2 separate regions of the Mus musculus genome follow, and region 2 is linked to region 1. A link is a contact called in public HiChIP or PLAC-seq data. All regions are on one chromosome and are shown on one strand. The core of a region is the stretch at or near the end of the contact, and the rest is flanking DNA. Distances in the headings are between cores, read along the strand shown.

Region 1 (7,873 bases), core at 2,146-4,645:
TGTGGCAATCCTTTAAGACTCCCTATCTTCCCAGGACCGGTCATAATTTACAAGTAAGGACACGAAGGCTCAGAAATCTCTAGCGATGTGTCTGCCACCCTGTGACTAACATGGCAGAGCCGAGATTAGAACCTTGGTCTTTGGGTCTTAGCCTGCTATGGTCAGGTCCTCACTGACCCCTCACTGAGGAGAGCAGATGACTTTGTCTTATGGTTGGGACGATGGTTCTTCCCATCCTTCTGCAAGAACAGGCTTGGATGGCTTCCCCTCAGCCACAAATCAGATCTTATCATCGTCCCCACCAATGACCAGCCACAGCTCCAAGTCACCAACTGTTAAAGATGGAGTGTTTCTCATATTTCAATTTAGTACTTATGAGATTGGGTACGTATCATCTGTATTTGCTGTCAATGAAGGATGAATTTTAACAACTGTATAAGTAGAGCCAAAAAAAAAAAAAAAAAAAAAAAACCCACAAGGAAGGAGAAGAGAAAACTAGGCTTTTTATTTTTTTCAAAGTAAAGGAGGAAAAAAAAAAAAAAAAACCAACACAAGCACAAAGGAACACCCTGGCTAAGAGTGGGAGGGGAAAGCGGTGGGAGCTAATACCTCAAGATGCATTGAAACATTTTAGGGAATTAGGGAATTCTGATCTCTTGAAAAAAAAAAGGAAAATTAATATTAAAGACAAGCTGTGAGTTTCCATCTGGCCTTGCCGCTTTCGACTAACGCTTCCATGACGGAATTCATCTGTCCATCAACTGTCAAAAATTCTCCTGTCAGTAAATCCCACGATACCCCGGCAAGCCCACCCCGCTCAAAATATTCCTTGCCACAAACTATTCCGAATTCTGAATCCCTTTTCTCAGATCTCCCCACTATAAGACATAAAAGTTGTGGCTTCCTACCACCTCAGCTCCATTTTCTCTCTTCCTTTCCTCTCCCCTCCAACCCATCCTCTAGTATCAGGGTACAGGGGAAGCTGTATGGTAAAATTGGGGATCCCCCGGTCGCTGAGAGTCTGCATTCCCACCAAGATTCGTCCAAGCTCTTCTGCTGGCGTCTGACAACAGACAGCCCACATCTGTTTTAAAACATGGAGTACTTATGAAGTGTGAACTCCCTACTGTTTAATGTAACTACGTGACTATTTAATGTACACAGTGGTAGAGGCACTCAGAATGCCAAACTGTTGTGACATGCCTGAAGGACATATATAAACACAATGTACTGTGGTTTATTGTCACAAAGAGCATCGATGCCACCAATAGGAAGATCTGACTGCTTGCCATTGGAGGCAATTGAGGAAGGAAAAATGTCTGAGGTGCTTTCTCTGGACCTGTCACTCCAATCCATCCCATAATTCATACAGGATAGATGACTCGACCTGTAATACTTCCAGAATGGGCTTTTTAAAACATTCCGTTTCAATTGCTTAAATTCCAGATTTTTTGCAATGAGTTGTCCTTTAAGTTAATCTGAGTGTGTGATGCAGTGGACACAGGAGGATGCAGAGCTACTAAAGGCTTGGCTTCTTGTGGAAACTTGGTTCACCTTTGGGGGACTGAATGAAGAGTTTTCAGGTGGTAGAAACGTCAGGTAACACTTTGGTATTGCTTGCGGCTGACTTGGGGACATTAGTTTTCTATGCATTATTATCGACAGAGAAACATCTACAGCCTTTGCCTGTGTTAATACCTAAATAAAAGGCAAGGTTTTAAAGCTTTGCAAAAAATTTTTTTATACATTTCTCCCAAAGGTGAATTCTCATACCTTCTGACATCTCATTAATCGATTGACCAGAATCTGTTATTTTTACATTCCGTTGCTACAATTCTAATTAACCTTTGCTAGTTAAATACTTACCCCCCAAAATTGTAGCCCTTTTCCTCTAATGCAAAAATTTCAGGAAAACCTTTTTCTTGTTGTTAGCCCTTAATTAGGCATTAAGTGGGCAGGGATGGGTGTTTCATGGCATCTACTGCTCCTCGTAAAGGGTTTTTGAAATGTTAGGATAAAATCTTAAGGTACAAAACACATAGGAAGTGTGTGCTGCACCAAAGCTTCGGAGATAGATCAGGCTCTCCTTAGACATACAGTTCTCACGCTTTTAAAATTCTAGGCCGACATGTCTCAGAAAATAAATACATTCATGGTAAGCAATATGAAATGTTTCTCCAAAGAACAGCAACAAAACACACCCCAGGAGAATCGCTGGAGGCTGAGAAAGAGAAGGACCCACTTTAAAGATAAACCTTAAACTGATACTGCTGTGGATTTTGGAACGTTCAGCCTCACTCATTATTTCTAGATGCAGGAAGACCCCGTTATTCAGCACGCTTATCCCAGGCCCTGCCTATGTGATTTGGGGTTCCTCTAGACTTTTAGGTTACTGTGTCCTGTTGTTTGAAGAATTTTCTCTAATAACTTAGCTGTCAGATTAGTGAATCTGAGTGGGTCTTTTAGGGAAAAAAAAGTGGTAAATGTTCTCTTCCTTCCGTATAAGTACAGGCCGTGTCCTGTTCAAGGGCTAAGGACGTTCTTTTAAAGCTTATTTTAAAATGACAGTTTGAAGAACCCAAGGCCAGAAAAACTCAGCCACACGACCCTGAAAGGGCAGGAAACCACTTTTTTTTTTTTTTGCAGATCTGGGGAAATGGAAAGTTTGGGTCTGAGGTCTTGTAGAAACAGATTGGCATTTTAAAAAAATGTAGTGAATGTGCTGGTGTGGCCCGGTCGCAGTTTCATAGCATATTCTCCAGTTTTCACGAGAGACGCGGCTCACCGCCCCCTCTACCCCCCCCCCCCCCCCAGCAATCCCATTCTGTGTAACACCTCACACTGCTCCTAACGGCGAGAAGTTTCTGGTTACAGGGCTGCAGTGGCCGTCTAACATTACCAGTCTTCCGCAGCCTCCAAACGGGACTTGAACAAGGCTTTTTGTTTTAATCTCCTTTCTCCCCGCTGGTTGCAACTTTGGGAGGGGACGCCAAGGTTCGCCACGCAAACAGGGTTAGTGCCTCTTTAAGGAATATTTAAATTGCATTTCCTACTGTCAGTTAAGTCTCATCAATCATGTTTTTAATTAAAAAGAAGGACATCTACATCCCACTTCCCACTCAAAGTGCATAATGAAATTGTAGATTGGGGCTGGGCTAGAGAATCTCAGCTCCGCTTTGTGCATCCAGTGGGGGAAGCAGGGAGGTCAGAAACAGTGGCGCATACGCAAGTGGCAAACAAATAACACTCCTGATAGGGCCGGGTGACATGTGTCAACCCTTGTCATCGAGAAACAAGAAAGGCAATGTGCCCAGACAAAGGGTAGGGTGGAATCTCTACACAGTGGCAGAACCTGACCCACGCGCGAGGGCTTTGTGTAGCAGACGCGGTCTCTCATTGTTCTGTGACTGCCTCCCCAGTACCCCTGACAACAGCCATCGCCGCTGGCATTCCACCCTGACATCTGTTCAGCTTTATTGATGCGGCCCTGGAGGAATTCCCAGTGTAAACAGGGAAATTCTCTAAGGGAGCCCCGTGTTGTAAAAGGATGAGCTGCACAACGCAGAGATTTAACCACTATTTAAAGGTGTGACACATGATTGAAAGTGACTTGATTTTTCCCCCCTTTCCAATCCCACCTCCCTCTCCACCCTTAACTGTATTTGGCACAAACTAGCTTCAGCGACACCCCACCTCCCTCTGCTCCTTGCTTTGTTTTCCTGATGTATAACTGTTAGGAGAAATGAAGGATGGGGGTTGGGGGTTGCTGAGTACCACCATCCAAAACAGCCATTAAAAAAAAATTCTGGGTTACAGTCAATTGCATCTAGTTTGTTGCGCTGGGATCCTGCCTGCTGCCCACCCACACTCCTGGCAAGAAACAGCTTGAAAGTCACTTGGTCCTGTGGCAGAGGCCAGTGGGGTGGGCTTTGTCCTCCCACTAAGCAGCAAGTGTGGCAGTTTACAGCCCCAGAGTGAAACCTGGTCGGACAAATTCTGGCCATGCTCTGCTTCAGGGACTTAACTATGGAATTTTGGCAATGGAACCATAGGATGGATATATATATATATATATATATATATATATATATATATATATATATATCTCCAGACCTGATGGGACGTGCAAAGCATCCGTCATTGCTCTAGCAAATGCATGTTTGCTCCAAGGCCAGTTCTAAAATGTTGCAGCTTAGATCAACTTCTTGGCAGACATTCAAGTATAGGGAGTGTCGCACAAGCTCTGGCCACTAACATTTTGTTGCTTCAGTTAAATGTGCAGCACTGGCTGGGCCCTGTGCACTGTGACTGCATGGAGTGAGCATTGAACTTGACTTGGACTGTGGGGGTGGAACGTATTTTGCCAGGCTGTGGGTCGTAGTTCCAGACCCTGCTGATAGATGGCAAAATTGAAAAGCTACAGTGATTTCCTCTTGGGCTGAATCAGAATAAATGAGGTTCTGGGTTACCATAATCAAGGCAAAAGAAAATGGCAACATTATCAGAGTATGAAGTCCAAAGCCACAAAAGAAAAGTCTCTCTAGGGGAGTGTTTTCAAAGAACAGAAATCTAAAAGAAGGTGGGTGTGTGTGTGTGTGTGTGTGTGTGTGTGTGTGTGTAAGGGGTTATCTGTGTCTAAGTGGATAGTGTATGGGTGTATCTGTGTATATGATGGAGATTATGTGTGTCTAAGTGTGGTGTGTATATAAACTTTAATTCGTAGGCTGGTTTTCACCTAGTGTGTTAATATTGGCATTCAGCTATCTGGTCTTTCCCCTACATTCTACAAGGCAGCAGGACTTCAAGTGGAAGTCTTCAGAAGATCGGACTCACATCTCCACAGTTTAAATGTTTCACTTAAAGCAATGGAAACACTGTATAGATTTTTGTTTCTAAAAGTAACTTATGTGTAGCATACTCATTTCACACAGTTTAGAAAATATGAACAAAAAGTACAAAATGAGAAGGAAATGGCCCCAGTAAACCACCGCCCAATCAGAGTGGTAACCCTTCAGAGTTACCACTCTTCCTGTCTTCCCTTTCTCTTTCAAAAACAAAAACAAAAAAAAAATAGTGTGGTGATTTTACATTCTCGCCCTTTAATCTGTTTACTTCTTAGCACATCTGCCTTTTGGTGTCATCGGATACCCTCTTATGACATCACTGAGTAACTGTCATCTTTGGGACAAATATAGTTTCTACTATTTTGTCCTTTGTAGGCAGTACTACAAAGAACATCGCATGGCAGGGAGAGCTTTCCGCATAGGAAAAGCTCCTTTAAGACAAATCCTGGACACAGGGTTCTGGGGCTGGTGGCTGTGCATGCTCTCAGAGATCCTCGGTCATATTGCTTTAGAGCCAGAGAGATTGTCCCAACTTCGACTCCCTCTGTAGTAGATAGGAGGGTTCTGGAATAGAAGCCCAGTGGGCGCATTCAGGGATTCCCTTATAGCGCAGCAGACTGCACAGGGAAGCCAGAGTCCCTTCTCTATAGATACACGGCGCGCTTCTAATTAATATGTCCCTTCCCGGTCCCTTCCCATCTGTATTTTTCTGCCACAGTGATGGAAAGCAGCGAGTACTAGCATCTCCGTGCTGATAAAAGACACAATTCTAACGACATCCTACGTTCCTCCCTGTCAATTTAAAATGAAAAATAAGTTAACGTTGACATTTTCGCCAGTCACAGCTTTTAGCCCAAACTGAAAATAGGATCCAGATCTAGTTCCAAATGGGATGTGGTGGTCCTCCAACATGCAAACCAGGACCTGTTGGAAGGCAGAGGATGAAATAGCTCTCAGGTTTTTGTTATTGTTGTTGTTTAATGAGGGGGGGCCACCCTTGCATCCATGCATGTTGATAACTGTCCCTTTAAGCAGACTGCCTTTCCTGAGTCAGAATCTATCTTTTGGGGATTCAAAATAATTTTGCAACAGTGGATACAGGCCTTCTTTATGTGTTATTGGTCTGGGAACAGCAACAGATTAAAAAAAATATTACCGGGTCAAATAACAGCTGTTATTATTAAGTTCAGCTTTTATTATCAATTTGCCAGTAGATTCCGGCAGTTAAAAAAAAAAAAAACCGCATCTGAGCTCTCACTAATCAGTACCCTCATTCTGATAATATTCTAACGACTGTCAATTTACTTCAGTGCTGCCATTTGCAGAATTTTCCAATTAGCAGCAAACCTGTTCCACCTTCTCCTGTAATTACGGGGGACTCAGTTCAGATCAGCTGCGGCCAGACAGCGCGTGCACGATGTGATGTAGTTGCCAGAATCACTGCGATGTTGTTTTTAACCTTCGCATGCGCTGGCACAGCTTTAACATCTCTGTTTATAGGCAGGAGGCTCCCGCGGTAGTGGCATGTGTCAAAATAGCAAAATTATTTTTAATAAACACACGAGGAGGATGCAAACACAAATATGGGCATATTTTGGTTTTTGGATCCGTTTAATGTCTGCTCCAGATTTCGTGGTGTTCTCTAGCTTGGCTACCTCCCCCATCATCCCCCACCCTACCCCACCCTTCTGAAAAACGCAGTCTTGGAAAGGGACAACGGAGAGTGACTGAATTGCATTTGGTTCTACCTGTTTCCTTTGCTGGTGAAGCAAAAGTTTTTACAGGATCATAAAATTAGAGACAGAGAGCCTTTAATGGTCATGTATGGTAACCCTGTCTTTTTTCTCTCTCTCTCTTGTTTTTTTTTTTTTTTTCTTTTTTAAATAAATGGGGAAACCTAGGTCCAGAATGGAGAAGAAACTTACCTAATGACCCAGAGCTAGCTAGAGGCAGAGCTGAGACTAGAACCCACCATCTACCTCCAATCTGGGATCTGTTTCACTATAGCAAGCCTGTCCCCGTTTCTCTTAGTGGCTTCTAAATATGGCAGAAGGCAGTCGGGGCAGCTGCACTCTGCCTTTCACAGAACTTCCCAGCCAGATCAAAGCCAATCAAACACTCTGAAAGCCGCCTCAGCAGCTGACACGGCAGTAATAACAGCAGCGCAATAACTATTATTGCTACATGAAAAAAATATATTTAATAATAAGCTCATTGATTTTCAACAGCATCTCTGTGTTGCCTAATTGATGGGAAGTTGTATGTTTGCGTAGCCGATGGGGGTTATGAATTAAATATGGCCGTCTTTCCTTGAGGGATACACGCCATTCCAAGAAAGACAGGAGATCTACATTTCCCCCAAGCAAAATGGTCCCCTTGTAACAGGCGCATGGAAAGGCTGAAATGCAAACAAAAATAAAAGCCATCCATCACTGTTTATTAAGTGCTGCTACTTGAAGGTAAAAGGGATATTGAACTGTTTTTAAATTGGAAAGAATGTAGCGGACAAAATATTGATGGTCATATTACGTGGGTGACAAATTTTATTCTTTTGTTCACATTCATCAAAGGAGCTGTTTGGAGTGAATTATCCTTTCTCTGTCCATAAACCAATTTTTCTTCCCTCTTTATTTTTCTAAGTGCACATGTTTATTAAGGAACATAGGGCCAGAGGAGATGGTCCTTTCTGGTTCAGGTTGTCCGTCCAAACCTTGCTATGTGAGTCAAAGCTTCTCTCCACGAGGCTACAAGTTGATCTCCGAGGTGCTGATGTGAAGTTTACTGTGGGCTTAAAAGTCGAGGCTGAGAGTCTGTTCCCACAATTTAAAGGGAAAGGGGTGGGTCAGGTTTGATTTCATTTTTAGCTGTGGTTTTCAAGTGGAAGTTCTGAAGCATTTATTTATTTTTCCAAATTTATGGTATGCCCCTCCACTCTGCTGGCCAGTGCTCAACGAAAACATCCAAGCTTCTATGGCAAAGCGGGCCTGAGTCGAGGAAACGAAAATTGAAAATGTCGGCTCACAATGGGG
Region 2 (7,873 bases), core at 2,934-5,433, 210 kb after region 1:
CCTCCTCTTCTCTCCTCCATTCTTTCAATTTCAACTTAGCATGCTCAAGTCTGCCAGCCTTCAGAGGACCTCTGCTCCAAACTTAAGGTCCCCCACTTCTCTCCCACCAGCCAGATCCCTAACATTCCTTACAAGCTTTGCTATCTTCACCATAAAACTTCCTGGAAACAAGACCACAGCACGCATGTGCCCAGTCCCATTCTTACCTTCCTTTTACTATTCTTGACCCTTCTAATTGAGCCTATGCTCCTACCATCAGTGGAAAAGGACATTGGAAAGGTCACGTGACCCGTTCATTACATTTCTGTCAGTCTCCCATTTCTGAGACACCTACCTAACGGGACTGACTCCATGTGTACCATTGCTACTCAGATTCCATTGGCCCTTTCTATACAATGCCTCTGCTTACTTGGCCCTGTTGCTGAGACTTTTTTTTTCACACCCTCCCTGGTCTTGCTCCTTCCCCTCTCCACATCCTATTGAGCCCACCTGTTCCTGGCTCCAGTCACAACCTTACTCGTCTCTCACGGCACCTCATCTCCATACTCTGCTCCTGCTCTGGTCTCAGGCTCCAGTTCTCTCTACTGTATATTATTCCCTTAGCAACTTGACAGGTCTTTCTTTATTCAGCTACAATATCTAGTTTTAAGGCTTGTAAGAAGAAAATTAATTTTTCGATGTGTGATGGTTTGTATATATGCTCTGGCCAGGGAGTGGCACTACTAGGAGGTGTGGCTTTGTTGGAGTAAGTGTGTCACTGTGGGTGTGGACTTTGAGACCCTCATCCTAGCTGCCTGGAAGTCAGTCTTCCCCTAGCAGCCTTCAGGTGAAGATGTAGAACTCTCAGCTCCTCCTGTACCATGCCTGCCTGGATGTTGCCATGCTCCCACCTTGATGATACTGGACTGAACCACTGAACCTGTAAGCCAGCCCCAATTAAATGCTGTCCTTTATGAGACTCGCCTCGGTCATGGTATCTGTTCACAGAAGTAAAACCCTAAGACACGATTGTCAAGGAAGCAGTCAGTATAGCTGGTTATATACTAAATATTGCTCCTTTTTCATTGCCTGCTTACTACCCTGTCTCATTTGCTTCCTTAGACTTGACTGGCCACCATTCACCTCTAAGATCCTTCAGAGTTTCTCCATGGTTTCAAACTCTAGACCTCATACCCCTGCCAGAGTCTCATGTCACTTCTTCATCCCCTATCATAATGGATGGTTTGCTGTTCCCTAAGTGTGCCACCCACCGGCAGTCAGATGCTTGATCTCCTCTGCCAGGAATGTGTTTCTTCTTTTCATTGCCTAGAACGTGAACCAGCCAACATATGACCTTTTCTGCCTCATATCAAGTAAGCAATAACTCCTTTGAGAAAGATTTCCCAGCCCAACATTCCTAGCCCAGATTCTCTGATCCAGCAGTTCTCACTTGTGGGTTGAAACCCCCTTTGGGGGTCGCGTATCAGATATCGTGCATATCAGACATTTATGTTGTGATTCATAACAGCAGCAAAATTACAGTTATGAAGTAGGAATGAAAATAATTTTATAGTTGGGGCTTACCACAGCATGAGAAACTGAATTAAAGGATTGCAGCATTAGGAAGGTTGAGAACCACTGCTCTAGGCAGACCCTTCTCCACACTGGCTCCACCTTCACCTTGTCAGTTAGGGGCGTAACTTAGGTAGTATGACTAGATCAATCAGATCCATTAGAAAGACAGATCATGTCCCAGGACTCACAAGGGGCTTCTTCTAGAAGGTGAGCACTCCAGAGCCTAATTCTTTCCAGATTCCTCCCCCTCCCCCCCAACTAATCTATCTCTAGCTTGCATTCCACTCCACCCCAGCATTCCAGAAGAAATAATGCCATTTATAAGAGAATGACAAGCACCCATTGATAGTGAATGAAATGGTTTCAACCATAATGTGTAGTCTGCTGATTAAACATGGTCACAAAACTTGCTGGGTTTTTTTGTTTGTTTGTTTGTTTGTTTCAATATAGAGTCTCAATTTATAGCTCTGGCTGGCCTGGAACTATATAGACTAAGCCAGTCTCAAACTCACAGAGCTCTGCCTGCTTCTGCCTCTACTTCTAAAAAGGTTGAAGTCATAGTACATAATTAAAAATATTCAAAAAAAGTGATTTGAGACTTAATAAAAGCAAAACCAAACAAACAGACAACAAAAACCACCATGGCAGAATTATCCCGGAACACCTAGTTCAATAGGACTGCATCTAGTGCTGAAACCACGAAGCATGAGCCCTGCGTCTTTGAAAATGCCACAATGAAATACATTAACCTGCATGCTGACATAAAAACGCTAATTTGTGAGGCTGAAGAGATGGCTCAGCAACTAAGAAGACGGTTGCTCCTCTAAAGGACCTTGGTTTGAGTCCCAGCACTCAGAAGGCAACCAACTCACCACCAGCTGTAACTCCAGTCCCACAGGATCTGGCGCCCTCTTCTGGGCTTCTCTGGTACTAGGTGTGCATGCGGTATACAAAAGGACATGACAGCAAAATATTCAAAATCATAAAATAAGAAAACATTTCTAACTGAAAATAAATTGTAGAAGATATTAATTGAATAAAATTAAAAGTGTAAAATAGCATGCGGCAATGATCTGACCCCTTTACACAAATTCCACAATCACTATCTCTATGCTTCCTGGCTCTATTTTGTAGACATTTACAGATGCTTTCTGACAAAAATAGGACCACGGAAAGCAAAGACCTGTTCACACTTACATCAACAACGTTCTCACTGCTGATAGAGGAAATCAACTCGGAAATAGGTAATGCCAAACGGGAGACTAAGCAGCCTGTTGAATACACAAGAGCCCGGCTTCTCTATCCCTTCCCTTCTTACACACACACACACACACACACACACACACACACACACACACACATACCATCTCTCCTTAATAATTCAGAGGTTTCTTTGCATTCTTTCTCTGAGCTCAGGCCTCAAACTATTTATTTTTTCTTGCTGCAATCTTTCCAGGGTACACTTTTATCAGCATTTCAAAGGAGCATCACTTGGGTAATTTTTAGTTGATAGTTGATTCCACTTTTTATATGGGTTAGAGGTCACTAGCTTACTAAAACATATTCCTTATTTCTAGTCGTCCTGTGAGGGGTGGGTTTTCTATTCTTTGTTAGTTTGAATCATTTAAAAAAAATGATAAAAAGACAAACATGTGTCCTTTTATGAAGTCCCTATTCTATAAGACACATAAGTCTCATGGTCTCACTGGTAGAACTACCCTGCCGTGGGACTCTGAGGAGTAAGGTTGGGGCAGCTGGTGGGAATGCATCTCATTGGCTGAAATTTCTAATGTGTGATATAACGGGCTCTCACTGGCTAGAGGTTGGTGGCAGCCCTCCCCAAACGCAGCCCAGACCCTAAAGATTCAGCAAACCCCTTTTGGTGTCAGATAAGTCTGAATTTGAACAAGAGTTGGTTGCCCTGAGTTCAAGGCCAGCCTGGTCTACAGAGTGAGTTCCAGGACAGCCAGGGCTACACAGAGAAACCCTGTCTCGAAAAACAAACAAACAAACAAAACCCCAAAACAACAACAACAAAGGTGTTGGCTGCCCTTTTCTAATGTGTCAATAATAAATGCATTGCACTGACGTTTCTTCAGCAGGGGGCACCACAAAGAGCAGAGGCAGGACACGATGAAGCTAGTGGCAGACCTTTCTCTGACTCCTGACCATGCCCTTCCCTCTAGCACCTATGCTTCCCACCCAAACAACTCTGAAAAAGAACCAAACCAATCAACCAACCAACCAAAACCCCAAAACTCCCTAACGTGGCACTGTCTGAAGCCAACAGAACTTTTTTTTTTGCCTTAAAACTCCCTGTACCCCAAAGGGTAATACTTTGTCTCTATTTATATCCACCTAGAAAGGTATAGGTATAATGTATATCTACTATCTCAACGTACAATCGTCACGTGATTTTTTTCCCCATTATGAAATCTCTGTGGATTTTTTTTTCCTTGATATTCTGGAGAGGATGCGGTCATAGCAGCTGTTGGGGAAATATTGCCTCCTCTTTGTTCTGAATGCTGTTTAAACATTGGCAGGGGGCCTCATTAAAGATGAATCGTTGAATTAGCAAGTAGCATTGTAGCTTGAGGAGGCAGCATGTGCTCCTGTGGTGAAAACAGATTTGCACAAAGGAGGGAGGGTTAGGGGGATGTGGGGGTGGGAGGTGGACAGAGGATGAAAAGACAGAGACAGAGCAATGTCAAGTGCTTTGCAATGGCTCCCTAGCCTGCCCAGGGCAGCAGAGAGGCACCAGCCATGCAGAAAGGATCCCCAGCAGAGTCCTGGCTTTTGGGGGTGTGAATGTGAAAAGGAGCCCCTTCATAAGAGGGTAACTGGGTTATTCATAACCTTTTCCTTCCTTCAGACTGTGGTGAATGATTGCCCTGTGGCCTTTGATGATGGAAACCTTGGGTACCAACAGCCCTTGGGCTGTCAGCATTATTTAGCCAGTGACTAACTCTGTCCCTATTCCATGCCTCCTGTCATAGAGGCGGCAAAGAGGCAGGAGCAGTTTGCTTGTTTTGAATGTCTTTTTCCTATGTTTAAGTCCTTTCTCACGTTCATGAAGGTTTCCATCTGATTTGGAGTTTAGTGATACCGCAGACAAGCCTCAGGGACTCCTGCGGAACCAACTGGTCCCATTCAGGAGGTGCGCATCCCCACGTCTCCCGAGTCTCTGTCTCATTACTCAAGGAGGCTGTCTTGTGGGTGTGTGGTTGCCTGCGATCCTATTCTTTCTCCTGAGTTCTGATGCATTAAATTTGTGAAGTAAAAAGAAAGAGAACAGAGAGCAGAGAGACAAAAGGATATAAGGTAATATAAAGTGATATAAACTCTACTACATATCAGACGCTATGCTAAGTGCAGTGGCCCAATCATATTAATTATCTACAGTAGTAGCCCAGGGGTTTTATCCCCATTTTACATGTAAAGAAACCAAGTCTCATAGAGAATAACATGCCTTCAGTGGCATGACTGATAAATGGCCCAGCTAGAATTCAAACCACATCTAACTGACTGCAGACTTGAGTCCTGGGTCTACTACTCTTAATGTACATTTGCATGTACGGTAGGAAACAGGATTTGTGTGTGAGAGTGAACAGTCTAAAGTAGGATCCTGAAAGGCTTTGTCTCCAATTAACTCTCCCCCTTGGATCTGAAGACAATCCTGGCTCAATTCCCTTCAGGAAACCATCTCCTCTCTCCTTTAATTCTTGCCCAGCTCCTGAGGTCACCACCTTTGGAGGCAAAAAGGACCAAGGAGTCAACATCCTAACAAACAGGGCTTCAGAATCTTGTCCTTTTGAGCTGTTCTGTTGGTGAAGGTCACGTTCCTTGCCTGAGGGCTCAATGCAGATCTGCTAGCTTGCTCCCTTACCAAGCAGCCCCCAACCCTTCCTTCTAGGAACCTGGAGACTTTGTTTTTATACAGCAAAAACTGATTTACAAACAGCTCAGCGGGTAATTTACACCAACCATTGGAGCTGAGAGAATGGTGGACAGAGTTTCCGGTCCCCAGACACCAACCACATCATCACACTCCTTCCCTCTTGCATGGGTTTGAGGACAGACAGACATCATAGTGACATCAAGGATCTCATTATGACAATAAAACAGAGCTATGAGGTGGCTCACATTGGTTTTTATCCAGGTTTTTTGAGTCACCAGAACAGAGTTGGCATCACTGGATTGTTGGATGGCAGAGACACATGAACCGAAAGACAGTCTGATTTACAAGCACACACGAGGCTGGTTTCTGCGCATGTGCATGTACACGGCTATGTGTTTGTGTGTATATGACCTAAATCATATTAATTATCCACAGCAGCAACCCTGGGAGGGTTTATTCCCATTGTACGTGTAAAGAAACTAAGTCTCAGAGAGAATAACTCACCTTCAATGGCATGGGTGATAAACGGCCCAGCTGGAATTCAAATCACACCCAACTGACTGCAGACTGGAGTCCTGGATCTGCTATTCTTACTGTACGTTAGCATACTGGGTAAGAAAAGGGATTTGTGTGTGAAAGTCAAGAGGCTAAAGTGGGATCCTGAAAGGCTTTGTCTCCAATTAACTCTCCCCAGGGGAGCTAAAGAGTTCCTGGGTCCTCTCAACACTGTGTTGTGTATTTGTTGTGATGGCAGGTGTGTCATCTGAGTGATACAATGACACAGTGTACCCTCTTGATCAAAGCAGGCAGGTTTCGGTCATCTCAGTCTGCCTTTCTGAGCTGTATGATCTTAGTCAACCTCACTGGCCTCGGTCTCATGTTTGACACTTTCAAAATGGGAATATCGAGGGTTCATTTTTGATCAGGTCAAGAGATGACTAAGGTACTTGTGAAACATGTACATGAAGGTGATTCTAGAGACATCTAACTGATGGGGTTGATGGAAGGATCTGTCCTGGATGTTGGCAACACCATCTAACCGGCTGAGGTACTTGACTATGTAAAAGAGGAAAGAAGAAAGCCAACACTCCCCTTTCTCTGCATCTTGATCTGCCCAGATGTGAGCAAGCTTCCATGGCTTCCCTGTTGTGATAAGCCCAAACAAACCTTTCCTGCTTGAAATTGCTTTAGGGCAGGTATCAGGCCATAGCAACAATGATACAGTAACCAATGCAGGTGGAGACTGTTATAAAATACCCAAGAGAAGCCACTTAGGCCGGGAAGGACTGGTTCTAGCTCACAGTAGGAGAGCTACAGTCACAAGGGTGAGAGGAGCATGGAGACAGGGTACTTCATGGCGGTGGAGGTGTGCAACATCTATCTACTTATTACACGTGCCAGTCAGGGAGCAGAGGCCTGGGCTAGCACTGGAGCAGGCTCTAGCCTCTGTGACCCACCCCACCATAAGCCACTTCTTCCAGCTATGACCACTTCCCAACGGCACCACAGCTTCCCAAAACCACCATCCATGGATCAAATACTCAAACACATGAGTCTCTGCAGGACTTGCGCATTCAAAGCATCAAGCATGAATCTATTTAAAGCTGGCATCCAGTAAACAACCAACTGAAGTGTTCTTCCTAAAACCTCAAGGAAACAAAACAAACCAGAAACAGAAACAAACAGCAGCAAAACAAACAAACAAAACAACAAGAACAAAACAACAACAAACCAGGCTCAGGCTGACATTCCAAGTGGACAAAAGACACAGTTGAAAAAGTTTACATTGGCAAGTCAACACAGAGAACACACAACAAGAAGCACTATATGCATATACAGACACACGTGTTCATATATGTGCAGGTACACATGTGAACCTGTGCATGTGGAGGCCCAAGGACAACCCTGGGTGTCATTACTTAGTTAATGTACATCTTTTTCTTCTTCCTTTCTCATTTCCTTTTCTTCTGTGTTCCTTCCTTCCTTCTTCTCTCCCTCCCTCCCTCCCTCCCTCCCTCCCTCCCTCCCTCCCTCCCTTCTTCCTTTCTTTCTTTCAAGACAAGTTCTCTCATTGGCCTGGAGGTCTGATTGGCTAGCCTTACTGGCCAGTGAAGCCCAGAGATCCAACTCTCTCCACCCGCATCCTCCTGTGCCTGGCTCTGGGATGATGCGCGAACACAGATCCTTACACTTGCTCAGGAAGAACTTGTCTCGCTGAGCTCTCTCCCCACGCCCCAGGAAATCTTTTTAAAAGTACAATACACTCTTTAAAATGTGGCTGTGGTCATGGAGTCGAAATAAGTGACCATTGGCTGTGGTCTATCTGGTTAGTAGAAGGTGGCAAGCATAGGCTGTCCCCTGATTTCTTTACCTGAAAGTACTTAGACTCACTGTGCCTGGTTCTCTGATGGTTAAATTTGC

The links. HiChIP or PLAC-seq counts read pairs in DNA pulled down with a chosen protein or histone mark.
Region 2: a contact with region 1 is called in an H3K4me3 HiChIP or PLAC-seq map of embryonic basal ganglia, with 2.5 times the contacts expected there. The contact joins two enhancer-like sites. A contact is called at or near these places in 1 of 484 Hi-C or Micro-C datasets (nephron progenitors) and 4 of 115 datasets of contacts at active chromatin or transcription factors (embryonic basal ganglia, embryonic hindbrain, embryonic stem cells and 1 more).

Annotation. Positions count from the first base shown.
Region 1 is chr14:67,341,491-67,349,363 of GRCm38.p6, forward strand. All of the region lies in intron 6 of Ebf2 (early B cell factor 2), which reads left to right. The region is part of intron 5 of 4930438E09Rik (RIKEN cDNA 4930438E09 gene); the gene reads right to left. Among named protein-coding and RNA genes, the nearest start is that of Gm6878, 31 kb to the left of the region's middle. Within about 2 kb of position 3,396, at least 74 of the 459 cell types and tissues checked have an H3K27ac peak or open chromatin away from gene starts, as enhancers often do.
Region 2 is chr14:67,546,483-67,554,355 of GRCm38.p6, forward strand. No RefSeq gene overlaps it. Among named protein-coding and RNA genes, the nearest start is that of Gm24981, 16 kb to the right of the region's middle. Within about 2 kb of position 4,184, at least 10 of the 459 cell types and tissues checked have an H3K27ac peak or open chromatin away from gene starts, as enhancers often do.